Regions from separate parts of the Mus musculus genome. Here region 1 is linked to region 2. A link is a contact called in public promoter capture Hi-C data. All regions are on one chromosome and are shown on one strand. The core of a region is the stretch at or near the end of the contact, and the rest is flanking DNA. Distances in the headings are between cores, read along the strand shown.

Region 1 (2,777 bases), core at 92-2,591, 2.6 Mb after region 2:
TTCCAACAAAATATTTCCAACAAAATAGGTCAGCAAGTACAATACACTAGTCGGGCAAGCCTGGAAAACTGAATTCCATTGTAAGAAGCCACATGAAGCTCAGAATGGACTCCACCAAGTTGTTCTCTGACCTCTACACTTGTCCCATAGCATATGTACAAGCACATACACAGAGAAAATTTAGGAAACAGTCACCTCTATTAGTTTTTGAAATGTGACTCTCTTCACCCCACTAACAACATTAATCGCTAGCCTTTATTATCTTTACAGTTTATTTCAGGATTTATCTCCATTTGATGGATAGAGATTTAACTCTGTAAAAAAAAAAAAAAAAGGCTGAGGGCAGAGTGGCTCTCCCAACGTTGTGGAGGCAGAAGCAGGTAAATTTCTAGTTTAAAGCAGCCTGATCTACAACAATCGGGGCTATATAATGAGACCCTGTCTCAAAGGGGGGGGGGGGGGGGGGGACTAAACTGCCCAAGTAGTTCACTAGAAACAGTATGGAAGCATTAAACATCTAAACAAACCAATTAATCCCAAATTCTGTGCTTTCCCATTGTAGCATCCTGCTTCCTAGAGTACCTTAGGAAAAGCCAAATTGCCCTCATGTGTAAAACTTCAAAATGAGTAAATACAAACTATTTAACATGTAAAACCTCTTGATCAAGGCATTCCCTAATAAAAGCCGATTCTCATGATGCACTCTGACAGTTCTAGCTGGAAGCTTGAGTCCAAGTGGTCTAACTACGGTTAATAGGTCAGTTACCGCTACGGTCGGCCTGTCTAGGCTTACCTTATACACCACCCCCGCGATGGTAGTGCCAGTTTTCCGAGCTTTCGGGAGCTTGAACCCCTTTTTTGCGAAATCCGCTTCCAAGACAGCATTCCTAAGGGAAGGCACAGAAATCAAGTGTTAGAGGACAAGACCACTGGCGAGAAGAGTGGGTGCTTAGGAAGGAACTCAATTTTCTTCCACCCCAGTGTGATCACTGGATTCTCCCATTATTAGCACCATCGGCGAGGAATTACAGATCGGGGCGGTGACCCAATCCCTCCAAAGCCACAGGAAAGTCCAAATCCTTACACACTGGCAAGGGGAGAGGGCCGCGCCGGCCTCAGAAGCAGCCCGCGCTGGGGCCCGATTCCCTGAGTCACACGGCCGCGGGCACCATCCCCACGCTCGCCTCACGCCCCCGACCCCGGCCGCAGCCCAGTTCCGATCCGGCGTACAGAGTTCCCACTCGGGTCCCGATCGCGCCCCCGGGCATGAACACACCTGCGACAATTATCAAAAGAAAAGCCTCCGACCGGTGGCTGAAACACCGACACAGCCGCCATCTTGCCAAGAAAGTGTTTCCGGGCCGAGGGCGGAGCGACAAAAAAAGAACTTAGCACTTCCGGCGCCGCGAGAGACCGGGACGAGAGGGCGGGGCAAACTTCGAACTGGCGCTCTTGGACATAGAGTTCTTGAGTTCTCACTTCCTAGAGAGGCTTGGGTCTTTGAAGTAGTTTTGCCTCAAGTCCTGGGAAGGGGAAACTGACGATCAGCCGAAGGGATGGAATTTGTTAAATCAGATAATAAAATTCCCCCAATAACCAAATCTCCTGACGCTCAGACCAGATCTGTTTCTGCGGTTAAACTAGAATCCGGCGTGTATCAGGGACATCCACACACCCCAGGTCCAGGCAAAGCCGCTGAGCAAATCCCTTTCAACTCCCTTATTTCCTACTGTTAGTGTGTAACGGAGCTTTCACCTTCCTCAGAAAGGCAAACAGACACATGGAAAGACGTTTCGTGCCCTGAGTCACGAGGACAAGGCAACCCCAAGCCCCCAGTGAGACACTGCTTTGGACCCACTACAATGACTGGAGTTGGACAGAGAAAAACTCTCTGTGACAGGTGGGAATATAAAACGGTCATCTGCTCCGGAAAACGAACTGGATCTTAAACCAAAATTATCACTGTCATACCTACCCAGAAGAACTGGAAAGCTAAGTTCACAGATGCTTCTAGGCAAATGAGCATAGCAACCAGGTACCTAACAGGCAAATCGGGAAACAACACAAATGCCCATTGACGGATGAATGAGTAAACAAAATGTGGAATATCAGCACAGTGAAACAGTATTAGGCCGTAAAAGGGAAGGGAATGTGATACCTACTAAATCAGGGGTGACCCTGGAAAACAATTTGCTAAATATAAAGAGACTAGGCATGGAGAAGAAGAACCACATTGTATAATTACATTCACATGTGATATACTATACATTCATGTGGTAATCATGTTCACATGCCTGTGGGTACATGTGGGTGTATGGTTAATGTTGGGAGTCCTCCACCACTCTCCACTTTACTCTTTCAGTCATCTTCCCTCTGGGCCATCTCCCCAGCCTTAGAGAGTTCCATTTGTATGAAGTATCTCAAAATAGGCAAATCTGCAGAAGCATAAAGTGAATCAGTAGTTGTTAAGGCTGAAGGAGAGGCACTGGATTGTTTATGGGCACAGAATTCATAATGTTACCCAGCACTATGAGTGCAGTGTTATGTAATTTTAAGAAAATCTTCTACTGATGGAAATGTGAGGCTTGCTGCGGAAGTCAGGAAAATATTTTTAAACTTATTTAGGCAATAAGTGACACCCTCCATGACTGTGAAATGAATTCATTTACAAATATTTATTAAGCACCTACTATGTCCTATTATGATTGTAGCTGAAGACAGACGGATGGATAGATAAATGAATGAATGAATGAATAACATCCTAAGGATCTAGAACC
Region 2 (2,962 bases), core at 129-2,628:
ATTTACATAATTATATATACCAATTGTGCAAACTTTAAAGAGAAATTTATTAGGATGCTTTTGCATGAAATGTTTGCTAAGCCAAATTAAACATCTAACAAAATATGTCAACTCATGTTTGACCAGTTACACGGTGGGATAAGAATAAAAGACTGGCTGATAGGAAAATCCTTTCTCTCGCCTCTAAGTCAATTTCATATAAATATGCTAACAATTTCTTCATCTGAGGAAAATACCAAGTTGCCATCCTCACAGGTTTGTGAGAGCCTACGTGAAGTCGTATAGGAGAACATTCAACACAGTGCCTGCCATGACAACACAGCCATCTTTTCCCTCTGTCTCACAGTATAAAGTCCAAACTGTTCCCGCCTCGTCAGTGACTTCTCTAGAGGCTTAGCACCGCTAATCTAACAGTAGGCTGACATCAGACAGCTCTCAGCTTCCTCGACAACACGGTTCTACAAGTCCTTCCTCACTCTGTTGCACTTTGGCTGAAAGATTTAACAGGCTGGGTTTCAGAAAAGATCTGGGTTCCTGTTACAAGTCTTCCATACACTGTCTATGTGACCTTGGGCAAATCGCTTCTACTCTTGGGGCCTATTTCTGGTCTACAAGGGAAACCAGTTATACCCTACCTTACTTTGTGTTCCAATTAGCAGCCCGGCCTTTAGAAATGGAGTGATCATGTTTGTGATAGTTACAATAGCACACCACTTTTACTTCACGTTTCACAGAGCCATGCACTGTGCTGTACAGCCTCTTTATCTGTCTCTTTATAAAACTATAAACTATAAGAGCTGGGCACTGTCTCTTACTTCCCATTGCACGTGCACATAACAAATACTTAAATGTCTCTCGAAGAAGTAAATGCTTTACTTGTGTCCCATTACCAAAACACCCTGGCCCATGCCAGACTCACTGTCCAACACGTACTGTGTGCTGCCGCGGCACCCAGGCCTGCTCTGCACCGAGATTTTGACAGACTTGGAAGGGGAAGGTGAGCACCAAGAGGAGGCAGGCTCGCCTCACCGGGAGGGAGAGCAAGGGGCTAGGTGATGCTAATGGAAAGTATCACCCGATTCACAAGAAGAGAGGCCGGTCGCAGTGCGCACAGGAATGGCTGGAGCCAAGGCGAGATGTGACCATGCAGGTCGCAGAGGCCGGAACCGTGCCTGGGCCCGCCTGAAAGCTGCAATCCCAGGCTTCCCGCCTGCCCTCAGGAAGAGCCTCACCTCCTCCACTTTCAGCTCTTCCAGAGTTGGCAGCTCCACTATCCCCGGCATGACGGCGGTAGCCGCGACCCTGACCAGGTGCCCTCGGCCGTGTCGCCCGTCTCCTTCAAGTCCCCTTTGGCTGGCCAAGACTGCCCGGTACCATCTGCGCATGCGTCTCCAGCGACGCGCAAGCGCACTGCTCTAGGGCCGCTGGAGGAGGCGAAGCGTAAGCCATTCCAGGAAGTCTAGCGGTCCCGAGGGGCGGGGCTTCATCTGGTCTCCGCCCACATCTCCTGGTTGTCATAGTGACGCCAAGACAGCTGAAGTTGGTGTCTGTTAGACACTAGCTGTTAACATGCAGTACACCGGGAGCCAGTATTTCGGGGAATACATAAACGGGAGGTAAGCCCCCATTCGTCCATGTCTCCACTTTCAGGCTAGTGAAAGACAACTGTTTTTAAGCCTCCGCCAAGGACCCTCAGCCAAATGCTTTCAAAAACTTGTTCAACTATAGTGCTCAAGCACAGATACCTAATAAGTCGCATAGGTAGGATTCACTCATTCATTCTTTCATTCATTCATTCGTGTGTGTGTGTGTGTGTGTGTGTGTACGAGCGCGTGCGCGTATCCCCTGCACCCATGACCATCTGTAACCAAAGTTCCTCTTCTGGCTTCTGTAGGCACCAGGCATGCACATGGTACACATTATATACATGAGAGCAAAACATACACATTAAAAAATAAATATTTAAAAAATTATGCAGGCAAAGAAAACTAGAAAATGGTATTCAGAGCTGGAGAGATGGCTCAGCAGTTAAGAGCACTGACTGCTCTCCCACAGGTCCTGAGTTCAAATCCCAGCAACCACATGGTGGCTCACAACCATCTGTAATGAGATCTGATACCCTCTTCTGGGATATCTGAAGACAACTACAGTGTACTTAGATATAATAAATTAATAAATATTAAAGAAAAAGAAAAGAAAGTGCTATTCGGCAAATACTGATTTTTCTCTGTGTCCAGATTTTGAATTTGACCCTGGTCAGAATCCCTGCAAACACAGTGGGACGGTTAAGCGTAACACAGTTATGACAAGTAATCAAGGTCAGCCCTGTGGTCAAGAGAGGCAGACCACATGTGAGATGGTCACTTTGCCTTGCCAGCAGCTCTGGATGAAGAAAGCAGAAAATTTTTTAGAGCTGGAGAGGCCGATGCTGGGGGGGTGGGTAATGGACAGATAAGCGATAGTTGTTTGGGCTATAAAGCACTTCATGGGGCTGTAGAGATGCAGAGATGAAGGAGGATCTGTATGCACAGGCTAGAGGAACTGCAGGGTGTTTTGAGGAAGCAGGAGTAGTGGTCTAGCCAAGCACAGGGACAGATTCTTAGAGAGAGTGGCAGTAATATATATAATGGGATGCTGTCCACATCTTCAGTCAGCTTTGCAAGGGAGATGGTATTATCTCAGCTTCAAGGTTAAAGGGTAAAAGGGAGCCTTAAAGGACTCAAGACCCTTGTCTAACCCTTTGGAAAGTGGCAAAGATGCTTGGGTGTGCAATGCCTTTCATGACAGTGAGACAGTTCAGGCTGATCTTGCAAATAAATGGTGGAACTTAACAAAACAACCCAGCTAAGTGAGGGAGTCGAGAATTTCTACCCAGCTTTGTGTCTAAACCATATCATTTCTTTTCATGAGGCAAAAGTTCCTACAGCGAAAGTTTTGACAGGTGGAGGTGAAGGATTGGGCT

Evidence for each region. Promoter capture Hi-C pulls out the DNA fragments that hold promoters and counts their contacts.
Region 1: a promoter capture Hi-C map of pre-B cells shows a contact between it and region 2, with 6 times the contacts expected there. The contact joins the promoter of Psmb7 here to the promoter of Ndufa8 in region 2. A contact is called at or near these places in 2 of 39 promoter capture datasets (liver and pre-B cells) and 1 of 9 other capture datasets (liver).

What each region holds. Positions count from the first base shown.
Region 1 is chr2:38,642,565-38,645,341 of GRCm38.p6, forward strand. Psmb7 (proteasome (prosome, macropain) subunit, beta type 7) reads right to left here and starts at 1,342. Exons shown (of 8, transcript NM_011187.1): 1 at 1,277-1,342; 2 at 794-887. The coding sequence starts at 1,338.
Region 2 is chr2:36,047,960-36,050,921 of GRCm38.p6, forward strand. It overlaps Ndufa8 (NADH:ubiquinone oxidoreductase subunit A8), which reads right to left and starts at 1,379. Exons shown (of 4, transcript NM_026703.3): 1 at 1,233-1,379. The coding sequence starts at 1,283. Morn5 (MORN repeat containing 5) reads left to right here and starts at 1,514. Exons shown (of 5, transcript NM_029309.2): 1 at 1,514-1,616. The coding sequence starts at 1,570.